Regions from separate parts of the Mus musculus genome. Here all the other regions are linked to region 2. The links are chromatin contacts, called in public promoter capture Hi-C maps. All regions are on one chromosome and are shown on one strand. Each heading gives the region's core, a stretch centred on a gene start, on an enhancer-like site or on the middle of the called end of the contact. The rest is flanking DNA. Distances are from core to core; before and after follow the strand shown. Region 1 holds the start of 4930526F13Rik (RIKEN cDNA 4930526F13 gene). Region 2 holds the start of Lman2 (lectin, mannose-binding 2). Region 3 holds the start of Ddx46 (DEAD box helicase 46).

Region 1 (3,471 bases), core at 6-2,505, 430 kb after region 2:
TGCCTGCTGCTCCAAATGGCTGCGAGGCCATAAAGCAGCTGAGGAAAAATGATGGCGAGGAAGGAAAACGAGCCACTGAGGAAATTAACTCTCACCCGGGGAGATCTTGGCTTTCTGCTGACAGAGGCCTCTACCCTATAAAGCCAAGAGCTTAAACTCCACTCTTACAGTAATTACCATGCCTTAGACACCTCTGCCCTTGGCCTAGCCCTTCCAGGGCACCGAAAGAGACCCACAGCCTAGAGCTGGAGTCTTCAGGGAACAAGGAATGGGAGGGAAGTTTGGTGCCATAGCCAGGGTCTCCTTCATGTAGAGGACTATCCAATGGCTATTAAGGCCCATTGGGGACTTGGGAACCATGTTCCAACTTCCTCACTTGATAGATAAGGAATCTGAAGGCTCAGAGAGGGTTAGTGATTAAGTGAAGGTCACCCAGCCAAAGGCCAGACCAGATTTAAAGTTCCTTCCCTCCTTGTAGGCCAGAGCCATTTCTGTCAAGTCTTGGCCCTGATATGCATATTTCTCTCAGACTGAGTCCAAGTTAGGCCCAGGAAAAACACAAGGGCAGGTGCTGGCCTCAGTTAAAACATGTAGTCAGGCTGGGCAGTGGTGGTGCACGCCTTTAATCCCAGCACTTGGGAGGCAGAGGCAGGTGGATTTCTGAGTTTGAGGCCAGCCTGGTCTACAGAGTGAGTTCCAGGACAGCCAGGGCTACACAGAGAAACCCTCTCTCAAAAAACCAAAAAAAAGAAATAAAAACAACAACAACAACAACAAAATCCATGCAGTCAGTACCACAATTGGGTCTGCTCCCATTACCTGGTGGATCCACTCCCCCGGCAAAGCTGGATCCAGTACAGGCTCTCTGGCAACAGCCACTCTTAGTGACTCCAGCTTTAGCCAGTTTTGGGGATGGCCTGTAGCCCCTACAAAGGAGAATGACCTCCTGACAGCTGGCAGTGAGAGGCACCCCTTCAGGGGAAGGTCTCTGCCATCCTATCCCTGATGCCAAGGCAAGCCTTTCTTCCATCCCACTCCCCTAACCAGCCTTTGTCTCTGCCCAGCTTGGGGCTGCACACCCCCACCTCACATGTCTCTCCAAGTGGGGACATCTGTTGTTTTTTCCTGCAAGCACGTCCCTCTCTGTGGACCACCCCTTTCCTTTGCTAGTTCTTGAGCTTCTGAAGACACTGGTCCCCGGGGGAGGGGCACACTTCAGACTTGGCTACTGTTGCTCCCGTCACCCTGGTTACCAGAGTGTATAGGGAACTCAACAGTCCAAGTGGATGCTGGGATCCCAGGAAGCAGGTGTCTTCTTCCCGCAGGAACTGCTGGTCAGAGGTGCCAGGCCTGTGATGCTCATCAGGTGAGGATGCTGGCAAGGCAGAGGAACACAGGCCTGTGTGAGGTAGGCGCATACAGGCGCATTCCTGGCGACCGATGAGCACCTGGATTAGCCAAACTTGAAGTCAGGAAACCACGATCACTATTTCAGTGCTCTGTGACTTTACCTCACCTGACACGCCATATTTTCTGTCACTTGTAACTGACGTGGCAACGCCTCCTGTTAGGGACCCAGCCTGAAGTCACTGCCTCTCTCCAGGTCTTCCTTACAAGGACCCCTAGAGCCTGCCTGGGTCTGAGTCTCTGGAGTCTGTATTTTAGTCCCGTTACAAAACAAAGATCTGGGTCATTTTGCTGAATGTGAAGCTTCTGTTGTCTGTCACTCTGGTGACAGTTACACTGAGCAGACCTCTGAAGGTCCATATAATGACCCCCTGCACCACCAGGCCCTGGTTTTATGTCCACAGTGGTGATTGTCATTTACACAGACATTCTTGCATTAGAAGGCCCTGGGATTACTGAAATAAACAAACATGGACAATGTGTACATTGGTTTCTGCTCTCTCTGCTAGATCTCCCTGGGGGACATAGTCACCTAGCTGAGGCTTGGTCACCCATGGTGTGCCATCTCTGACATTATGAGCCCATGATCCTGAAAACTGAGTCCCTCATTTCTTCTGGGGTTGTTGAGTCTGTGGGAATTGCCAGGGGCCACCATGGGGGGGATGGCTGTCGAAGTACTGTCAAAGTTGTCTTACTCTTTAAACTGAACACTTATTTATGTGTCTACGTGTGTCTGCTTGTCTGTATGTGCGCATCATGTGTGAGGTATTCTAGGAGACCACAGGGGGTATCAGATCCCCACAGGAGCTGGAGTTACAGATGGCTGTGTGCTGTCAAGTGTGAATGCTGGGAACTGAGATCCAGTCCCCTGCACCATCTCTCTATCTCCAGTTCCTTGTTTCTCTGAGTCAGTCTAACATGAGTTTCTTTACTTCTTCCTTCCTTCCTCCCTCCCTCCCTCCCTCCCTCCCTCCCTCTCTCTCTCTCTCTCTCTCTTTCTTTCTTTCTTTCTTTCTTTCTTTCTTTCTTTCTTTCTTTCTTTCATTTATGTGTTTGTTTGTTTATTTACTGTGTACATGTGTGTGTATATGTTGGGATCCATATATGTGTTAGGGTAATAAGTGTGCATGAGGAGGCCGAAGGTACACATTGGCTGTTGTTTCTCAAGCACTGTATTAATCTGGGCTTTCTAGAGGAATAGAACTGATAGAAGGTATACATATATACAAATGTACATCCATACACGCACATATATACATCTATACACACTTACATGTATGCATACAAATACACATCTGTACACATTTGCATATATATACATATATATGAATACACATCTATATACACTTGCATATATATACATTCACACACATTTACATATATATATACATATGAATACACATCTATATACATTTACATATATACATATATACAATTATACATCTACACACATATATACATCAATATACCTTTATATTTACATATATACATATATGAATATACATATATAAATATATACTTGCATGCATATATGCACATATAAATATCTACACATATACATGCTTATATGCATATACATGCTTATACATATTCACACATACACATAGGTATATATACAATATATTAAATAAAAAGGGATTTACTAGGCTGGCTTATAGAACATGCTCCAGCTAACTCAACAGTGGCTGTCTCCCAGTGAAGAGAACAAGAATCTGAGTAGTTTGTTTCTCAGTCCACAGGGTAGGATGTCTTGACAGCCCCACTACCACACTGAAGGCCTGAGAGATCCTGGAGGCAGCTGCGGCTCTTCAGTCTTTTGGAGTCACAAAAGAAACAGTTCTAATTTCAGCCCATGGATGCAGCAGTGACAGAGTAGAGGACTTGTCAGCAAGATCAAGGGCAAGCCAACAAAACGGAGCTGTCACGGAGGGTGCCACCACCACAGGAGGATGGGCCTTCCTGCTTCAGAGAATCTGATCAAGAAAGCCCCTCTCAGGACTGCACAGCAGCCGGAACTCGAGTTGATAATAGCTCGTCAAGGTGACAGGCAAGAGGAGGCATCAC
Region 2 (3,704 bases), core at 1,035-3,534:
TCAGTTCACACCCTAGCTCTGCTGCCTCTGCAGACAAACCCTGGATGAACTCCTCCTTCTTCTCCACCACCCAATGACAGGTTCTAGAACAAATATACTTTCACCAGCTAATTAGTTCCCAGGTGTGCTTCTCTACATTGTTGGGACTCAGCTGGGACTGTACCTGACAAGCTCAGCCCTCAAGTGAAGTTTAGTGCAATGCGTGTACGGGTGCAGGGAAATCTCTGAAGAGGGTGCTCGTTAGGAGACAAGAAGCAGGGAGGCCTTTGTTGTACAGGTATGTTCTCTTTCTATATATTTATGTGCACACACATGCACACAATATATATCTATAAACATAACCCTCATATCAACAGGATCTAGATCTGTGGTTTCAACTAATCATAGATGAGAGATATTCAGAAAAAAATGTTTCTTGTCTTTTTTTTTTTTTAATTATATGTGAGTACATTGTAGCTGTCTTCAGACACTCCAGAAGAGGGTGTCAGATCTTGTTACGGATGGTTGTGAGCCACCATGTGGTTGCTGGGATTTGAACTCAGAACCTTCAGAAGAGCAGTCAGTGCTCTTAACCACCGAGCCATCTCACCAGCCCTGTTTCTTGTCTTAAATAGGGTTACTATTGCTGTAACCAAAAACAACTTTGAGAGGATTGGGTTTATTTGGGTTACAGTTCTACATCACTGGCTGTTCATCACTAAAGAAAGTCAGGACAGGAACTCAAACAGGACAGGAACTTGGAGGAGGCAGGAGCTGATACAGAGACTGTTGAAGGGTGCTGTTTACTGGTTTGCTCAGCTTGTTTTTTAATAGAACCCAGGACTACCAGCCCAGAGATTGCACAACCCACCATGGAGTGGACCTTACTGCAGCATCAATCACTAATTAAGGAAATGTCCTATAGCCAGATCTTTTTTTAAAGATTTATTTATTTAATTTATATGAGGACACTAACACTGTCTTTAGACACACCAGAAGAGGGCATCAGATCTCATTACAGATGGTTGTGAGCCACCATGTGGTTGCTGGGAATTGAACTCAGGATCTCTGGAAGAGCAGTTAGTGCGCTTAACCATTGAGCCATCTCTCCAGCCCTATAGCCAGATCTTATGGAGGCATTTTCTCAACTCAAATGTTCCTTCCTTTCTAGCTTGTGAAACGTTGACATAAAACTAGCCAGCACACTTCTGCTGGGCGGTGATAGTGCACACCTTTAATCCCAACACTTGGGAGGCAGAGGCAGGCAGATTTCTGAGTTTGAGGCCAGCCTGGTCTGTCGAGTGAGTTCCAGGATAGACAGGGCTATACAGAGAAACCCTGTCTCAAAAAACCAAAATCAAAACCAAAACAAAACTAGCCAGCACACTTTTTACTGAACACAAACTTTTTTGGGGTTTCCTATCAACATCACTATTACATACAATTTGTTAAGTGTTACATGTAATCTAGAGATGATTTAAAGTATATTGGAAGGCATGCATAAATAGCACATGTCTTTAATTCCAGTGCTTAGAAAGGAGAGGCGAGTAGATCTTTGTGAGTTCAAGGCCAGCCTGGTGCAGTAAGTACGCCTAATCCTTGGGCCATCTCTGCAGCCCCTGAAATCAGGATTTCTAAGGTAAATTTAAGCTCCTTTTTTTTTTTTAAAAAAAAATAAAAATAGTACTGGCAACTAAACTTTTTCCTAAGTAGATTAATAGGTACAATAGAATGGTATCTGGGCTAGAGACCACAGTGTTCAACTATCCGGAGCCAGTTGTCCTGGGTCCTTCCACACACACTTGGTGTGTCAACAAGAACTGATACTTTTTGGAGTCAGATGTCTTCCGGCGTTCCCTGAGGTTCCAGGTCAGAATCTGATCTGCTCCTCCTGCTTCTATCTGACTGCTGGAGTCATTGCGGGGTAGAGGAGGTCCTCAAATAACTGGCCTCTTTTAAGTCTCCAGAGGCGTGGTACTAGCTTGAGGTGGCCTAAAGGATTTGCCCCACCCACCGAGTCACTCCAGTGAGGCTTTCCCACTGTACTGGAAAGGTCACTTCAAAGTCACCATCTTTTCAGAAGCTTAGGACTGAGCAGGGTGCTCGGCTTGCACAAGCAGACCGCGAAACTACAAGTTCCAGCATGCTCCGCTTCGACGACGCTGCTCGCTTTCCCCCGTCCCAGGAGAGACCTCTGCATTTCGTTGGCCTGCAAGCCTAACGTGCTGCTCCATGATTGGTTGGATCCCCTTGTCGCTCATGAGAACCCTCGGCCGTGGCCGGCTGTCAGGCGACCAGGAACCTCCAAAGTTATGGAGCCGCGCTCTACTGGGATAGGAGGCTGGCCAGCCAATAAGGCTGCCATCCCGCTGGCGGCGAGGCTTTCCTTCTTAACTCTCCTGTGATCCTAGTTTGGAGGGCTTCCGGCCGGAGACCATTAGAAAAGACACCCGGAAGGCGGAAGTCTTAGGGCGGAAGTGGCCGAGAGAACAAGGAGAATGGCGGCCGAGGCCTGGCTTTGGCGCTGGGGCTGGGGCTGGGGTCAGCGGTGCCCAGGGAGGCCTGGGCTTCCTGGCCCCGGCCCGAGCCCCACGACATTTCTACATTTGCTTCTGTTGCTGGGGCCGGTGGCTGCGGATATCACCGACGGCAACAGCGAACACCTCAAGCGGGAGCACTCGCTCATCAAGCCCTACCAAGGTGAGGGAGGCCTGTAGCTGAGGGTGAGGACGCGGGCCGAAGTGGGATGGAGGAGGGCATGGCCCGTTCTGTCGAGCAGAGCAGCGCAGCGCAGTAGATTTCTGGCGCGGCCCTCTGAGCACCTGTCCACGTCCGTCTCTGCCCACAGGGGTCGGTTCCAGTTCCATGCCGCTCTGGGACTTCCAAGGCAGCACGATGCTGACGAGCCAGTACGTGCGCCTGACCCCGGACGAGCGCAGCAAAGAGGGCTCGATCTGGAACCACCAGGTGAGGCTCTCCCAAGAGGCTGAACATGACCGTTCACTGACACAGTAGTCCCTGCCTCGTCAGCAACCAAGCTTAGTAGATACACGTGCTCCTTTTTTTTCTTGTCCTGCCGATTTTTCTGTCCTGGTCGCACAGATCGTTCAGAGCGACTTGTATAGTTACTGTATGTCAGAAAGTGTGCGTGACTCTTAAAACACTTTCACCTCTTTCTTCAGAAATCACACAAGGTAAGTAATGATGTCTGCTTTTTTGATGGCTTACGAAGCAAGAAGCCAAGGTGCAGAGTTGAACATCCCTGAAGTCATAGAACAAGAAATGAGTGGAGTTGTCAGACTAAATCGAACCCACTTAATCGAGGGAAGGGCGAAACTTTATCCTTACGGCCTATTTTACTGTGTGTAGGGTACTGACCTTGCCAAACCTTACCAGATTTAGTTCTCAAACAAGGTGTTTGGAATGAATAGATTTCGTGACTTTATGCTGAGGTAGTATATAGCCACCGAATAGAATAAACAGTATTTCAACTGATCTTTCTGATCTCCACTCTTATCAATTCCCTTGATACACCCGATGCCTCCTGGTTAGCAATGGGAGAACCCCCCTTCAAGATATTTAACAGTCCTAGTTACCTTTCTCTGTGCTAGGTTGAGAGTCTTGTTAGCTATATCTACACTGAACTTACTGGCTGTGGCCTTTGCCTTTAGAGAGCAGGGAGCCAGAGATGTTATTGCCTTGGTGTGGTAACAGTGTTGTGCAAT
Region 3 (3,867 bases), core at 38-2,537, 270 kb before region 2:
CAACAGATACTAAGTCAAAAAATGGCAAGGTCTTATTGTTATTTTGATTCCAGCAATACAAATATAATAATTATAACAGCAAGATCAAGAAAGGTAATTCAGGCCGGGTGTGGTGGCGCACGCCTTTAATCCCAGCACTCAGGAGGCAGAGGCAGGCAGATTTCTGAATTCGAGGCCAGCCTAGTCTACAAAGTAAGTTCCAGAACAGCCAGGGCTATACAGAGAAACCCTGTCTCGGACCCCCCACCCCCCCAAAAAAAGAACCATGGTCACTGGCAATACACCCTTTATACGGAAGATGCTACAGGTTTTTTTGGTTTGCAAAAATTTCAAGCTGCTCCACTCACACTTGGCTTGTTTCCCTGAACCTAAGTTTTAACCCAGTACGCCAAGTTTTCATTCTCCCTACACAGTGAACCACAGTACCTTTCAGACTGGCTACATACATACCAGTCATCTCATCTTTCAAGATGATGATTATAATAATAGTAGTAGTAGTAATAATATCATCATCATCTACCTCAAGGTCCTAATCCGTTATTAAAACCTAAAGTTTTGAAGACACCGTAAGGTGCCCGCGTGAAAGGTTTCACAAAGAAGCAGGCAACATAGTAACAAAATGTATCCGCGGAATAAATGGCCATGGAACAGGTGTTTTTGTTGTAACCCAATAAAAGCCGGTCCTGCACATATAGCAGGTGCGTAAAAAAGGCCTGCATACGCTCCTTCTAAATGACTTAGGCAGAGAGGCCCACGTGCGCACGAAAGTAACCCAGAGTGGAGGCAAACAATGTTGTGAAGACGAAGAGGAACGGGAGTGAACCGGCTCTGGGTTGACCCGGGGGATGAGGCGGGAGGCTCCGTGATGGGCGGGGTGGGGTCAGGGGGACTGTTCCCGCTCAGGGCTCGACCGGTGGTCGCAAGCTCACGGCAATCGGCTGCCCTGCATGCCAGCTGCGCCTCGTCACAGCCCGGGTGACCGGGTCCTCAGCAGCCACACGCGCGGCCACCCGCACTCTACCCGCAGCGCCGCTCCCTCCACCCGCTCGCTCCCCTCCGAGCCCAAGAAGCCGCTCGCCCGCGGACTCACCGAGACTCCCGGCCCATGCTGCCGGCCAGCAGAAGGCCTGCGCCCTCGGGGACGATGCGCAGGCCTATGAAGAGGACAAAGGAGGGAGGCAGCAAGCTCTCACGGTACCGAGCGAGGACCGGTCCTACGAAATGGACAGAGCTCCAGCAGTGACCGCCATCAGAGCGTGGCCAACGAAAACAGGATGTGCTGGTGCCGGGGTGCGGAAGGAAGGAGCGGGCGGAAGGAAGCGGCTGCTTCTCCAGAGCGCCACCAACCGACTGGAGGCCGCGCGGCGCGGGCTGCGCCGGCAGCAACAACTTACTTTTCTAGCGCAACCCGCAGCCCTTTTTGGCGCTATGGAGTGTGCCATCAGCCAGGTCAGCCTTGCAAAGGGTCTTCGCTGCAGACCACCGAGGAACCTAATGCAGCCTGCGGCTCTCCCAGGGAGTGTGTCTGTTTGCCTTAATCTGCATTAACTAATGCTCCTGTCTCCTTATATGCTCCGTACTGAGTCACTTATGTGTATGCCAGATCCTGACAACTAATAGTAGTGATGTGTCTTCGACACAAGGAGCATCATACTGAAGAGGAAAGACTCTTCAATATGAGATGTGAAGACTTAGAATCTACAGAACAGAGATAAACTGCACTAAGGATTATAATAGTTCTTAACACTGGGAAGCTTTCGGGGCAGGGGGGAATACATGATCCGTTCAACCGCTCAGGAAATGGGGCCCAAAGGCACCAGACAAAAAGCACGGGCCTCCCTCTTGCTCTGGCTCTTTGTCTGGATCACTCCATTTCTGCTTATTATCTTTATATTCACATTTTGACCTGTCCTTTAAGTGTTTTACTTACCGAACTTACCCCTATACTGGAACAAAGAAGCCCTCCCAAAGGATTTCCTATGCCTACAAACACCTCAAATGACCAATCAGATTAAAGACAACCTGGCCTTGGTAGAACAAAGCAAAGCAAGAGCAAATAGATTCCCTACCTACAGAGGTCCTCCAAGACTGCAAAAGACTAACTTCATGACTGCAAAAAATGGAGGCGTCTATGCCTTCCTAGGAAAAGGATGTTTTCATGAAAACCAATTAGGCCTAATAAAGGGAACCACTGAGCAACTATTTTAAAACAAACTCAAAACCAGAAAAGGAACAGACAATGCATTCTAGAAGAACACCTGGATGCCTGGGGCCATGCATCACACCATTGGCAGGTGCGGTCATTGGTTTTTGGTTGGCTGGTTGGTTGGTTGGTTGGTTGGTTTTCTGAGACAGGGTTTCTCTGTGTAGCCCTGGCTGTCCTGGAACTCACTCTGTAGACCAGGCTGGCCTCGAACTCAGAAATCCATCTGCCTCTGCCTCCCAAGTGCTGGGATTAAAGTCATGCGTCACTACTGCCTGGCCTATTTTTGTTTGTTTGTTTGTTTGTTTTCTTTGTTTATTGAGACAGGCTTTCTCTGTGTAGCCCTGGCTGTCCTGGAACTCACTCTGTAGACCAGAATTTTGGTTTCTTTTTTTTTTTTTTTTTTTTTCTTTTTTTCAAGACAGGGTTTCTCTGTAGCCCTGGCTATCCTGGAACTCACTCTGTAGACCAGGTTGGCCTCGAACTCAAAAATCCACCTGCCTCTGCCTCCCAAGTGCTGGGATTAAAAGTGTGTGCCACCACTGCCCAGCCAAATTTAACATTTCTGTTCGAGTTTGGTTTTAAAAGATACTCTGCATAGCTAAAAAGATTTCTCAGAGGTAAAGAGCCCTTGTTGCTCCTGCGGAAGATCTGGGTTCGATTCCCATTACAGACACGGTGGTTCAGAACCATTCATAACTCTAATTCCAGGGGCTCCAATGCTCTCTTCTTACCTCCCTAAGCACCAAGCACACATATGGTATAAATACATACAGGCAGGCAAAACACACAAGATAAAATGAATAAATCTAATAGGAACAATCTTAAAAGACATGTAGCTCAATGTCAGACCACCAAGCTGGTGTGCACAAGGCCTGAGTTTGGTTGCAGCACAGAAAGTCAAGGCAAAAGACAAAGACACACTTGTGAGAATGTACAAGAGAAAATTCCCAACTATGACTGTGACTAGAGAAGCACATTTTTGGTAGAGCTGGAGAGGCAGGTACACAGTTAAGAGCAATTGCTGTCTGCTCTTGCAGAGGACTTTTGATTCAGTTCCCAGTCCCCACAGGGCCGCTCGCAACTGTTTACAACTCCAGGGGATTCATCTGACTCCCTCTTCAGGCCTCTGCAAGTACCAGACATGCACAAGGTACACAGGCAAACATGCAGGCAGGACACGCAGACACATCAAATAAAACTAAATCTAAACAAAAAAGAGATGAATACAAGATGCATAGAATATAAACCTTTAAAAAAATGCATAGGGCTGGAGAGATGGCTTAGTGGGTAAGAGCACTGACTGCTCTTCCGAAGGTTCTGAGTTCAAATCCCAGCAACCACATGGTGGCTCACAACCATCTGTAATGAGATCTGATGCCCTCTTCTGGGGTATCTGAAGACAGATAGTGTACTTACCTATAATAAATAAATAAATCTTTAAAAAATAACGTATAAATACTTGGGTAACTGCCCACCCCTCAAACGTCAGCGTTAGTGCTAGGCAGGCATCCTGTCTCCAAGCTCCACTACGGCCCACGGGTACAAACTGTAACCACGTCTCCCTTTAAATATGTACGTGTACATCGACTCAAGAAACGATACATCTAGCTACCTCTTTCAGGCTTTGTGTTCAAATTTTTAAAAATAAAATGTACAGACTT

Evidence for each region. Promoter capture Hi-C pulls out the DNA fragments that hold promoters and counts their contacts.
Region 1: a contact with region 2 is called in a promoter capture Hi-C map of stem cell-derived epiblast-like cells, with 2.9 times the contacts expected there. The contact joins the promoter of 4930526F13Rik here to the promoter of Lman2 in region 2. A contact is called at or near these places in 1 of 39 promoter capture datasets (stem cell-derived epiblast-like cells) and 1 of 115 datasets of contacts at active chromatin or transcription factors (embryonic stem cells).
Region 3: a contact with region 2 is called in a promoter capture Hi-C map of pre-B cells, with 5 times the contacts expected there. The contact joins the promoter of Ddx46 here to the promoter of Lman2 in region 2. A contact is called at or near these places in 21 of 39 promoter capture datasets (the 3T3-L1 cell line, 3T3-L1-derived adipocytes, the C10 cell line and 13 more), 1 of 15 datasets of contacts at CTCF or cohesin (large pre-B cells), 4 of 484 Hi-C or Micro-C datasets (B cells, Sertoli cells, embryonic fibroblasts and 1 more), 15 of 115 datasets of contacts at active chromatin or transcription factors (the SCID.adh cell line, astrocytes, bone marrow-derived macrophages and 9 more) and 5 of 9 other capture datasets (adipose tissue, embryonic stem cells, liver and 2 more).

What each region holds. Positions count from the first base shown.
Region 1 is chr13:54,928,045-54,931,515 of GRCm38.p6, reverse strand. 4930526F13Rik (RIKEN cDNA 4930526F13 gene) reads left to right here and starts at 1,255. Exons shown (of 2, transcript NR_167670.1): 1 at 1,255-1,366; 2 at 3,140-3,471.
Region 2 is chr13:55,361,363-55,365,066 of GRCm38.p6, reverse strand. It overlaps Lman2 (lectin, mannose-binding 2), which reads left to right and starts at 2,284. Exons shown (of 8, transcript NM_025828.3): 1 at 2,284-2,679; 2 at 2,828-2,946. The coding sequence starts at 2,478.
Region 3 is chr13:55,632,419-55,636,285 of GRCm38.p6, reverse strand. Ddx46 (DEAD box helicase 46) reads right to left here and starts at 1,287. Exons shown (of 23, transcript NM_001282055.1): 1 at 1,091-1,287. The coding sequence starts at 1,107.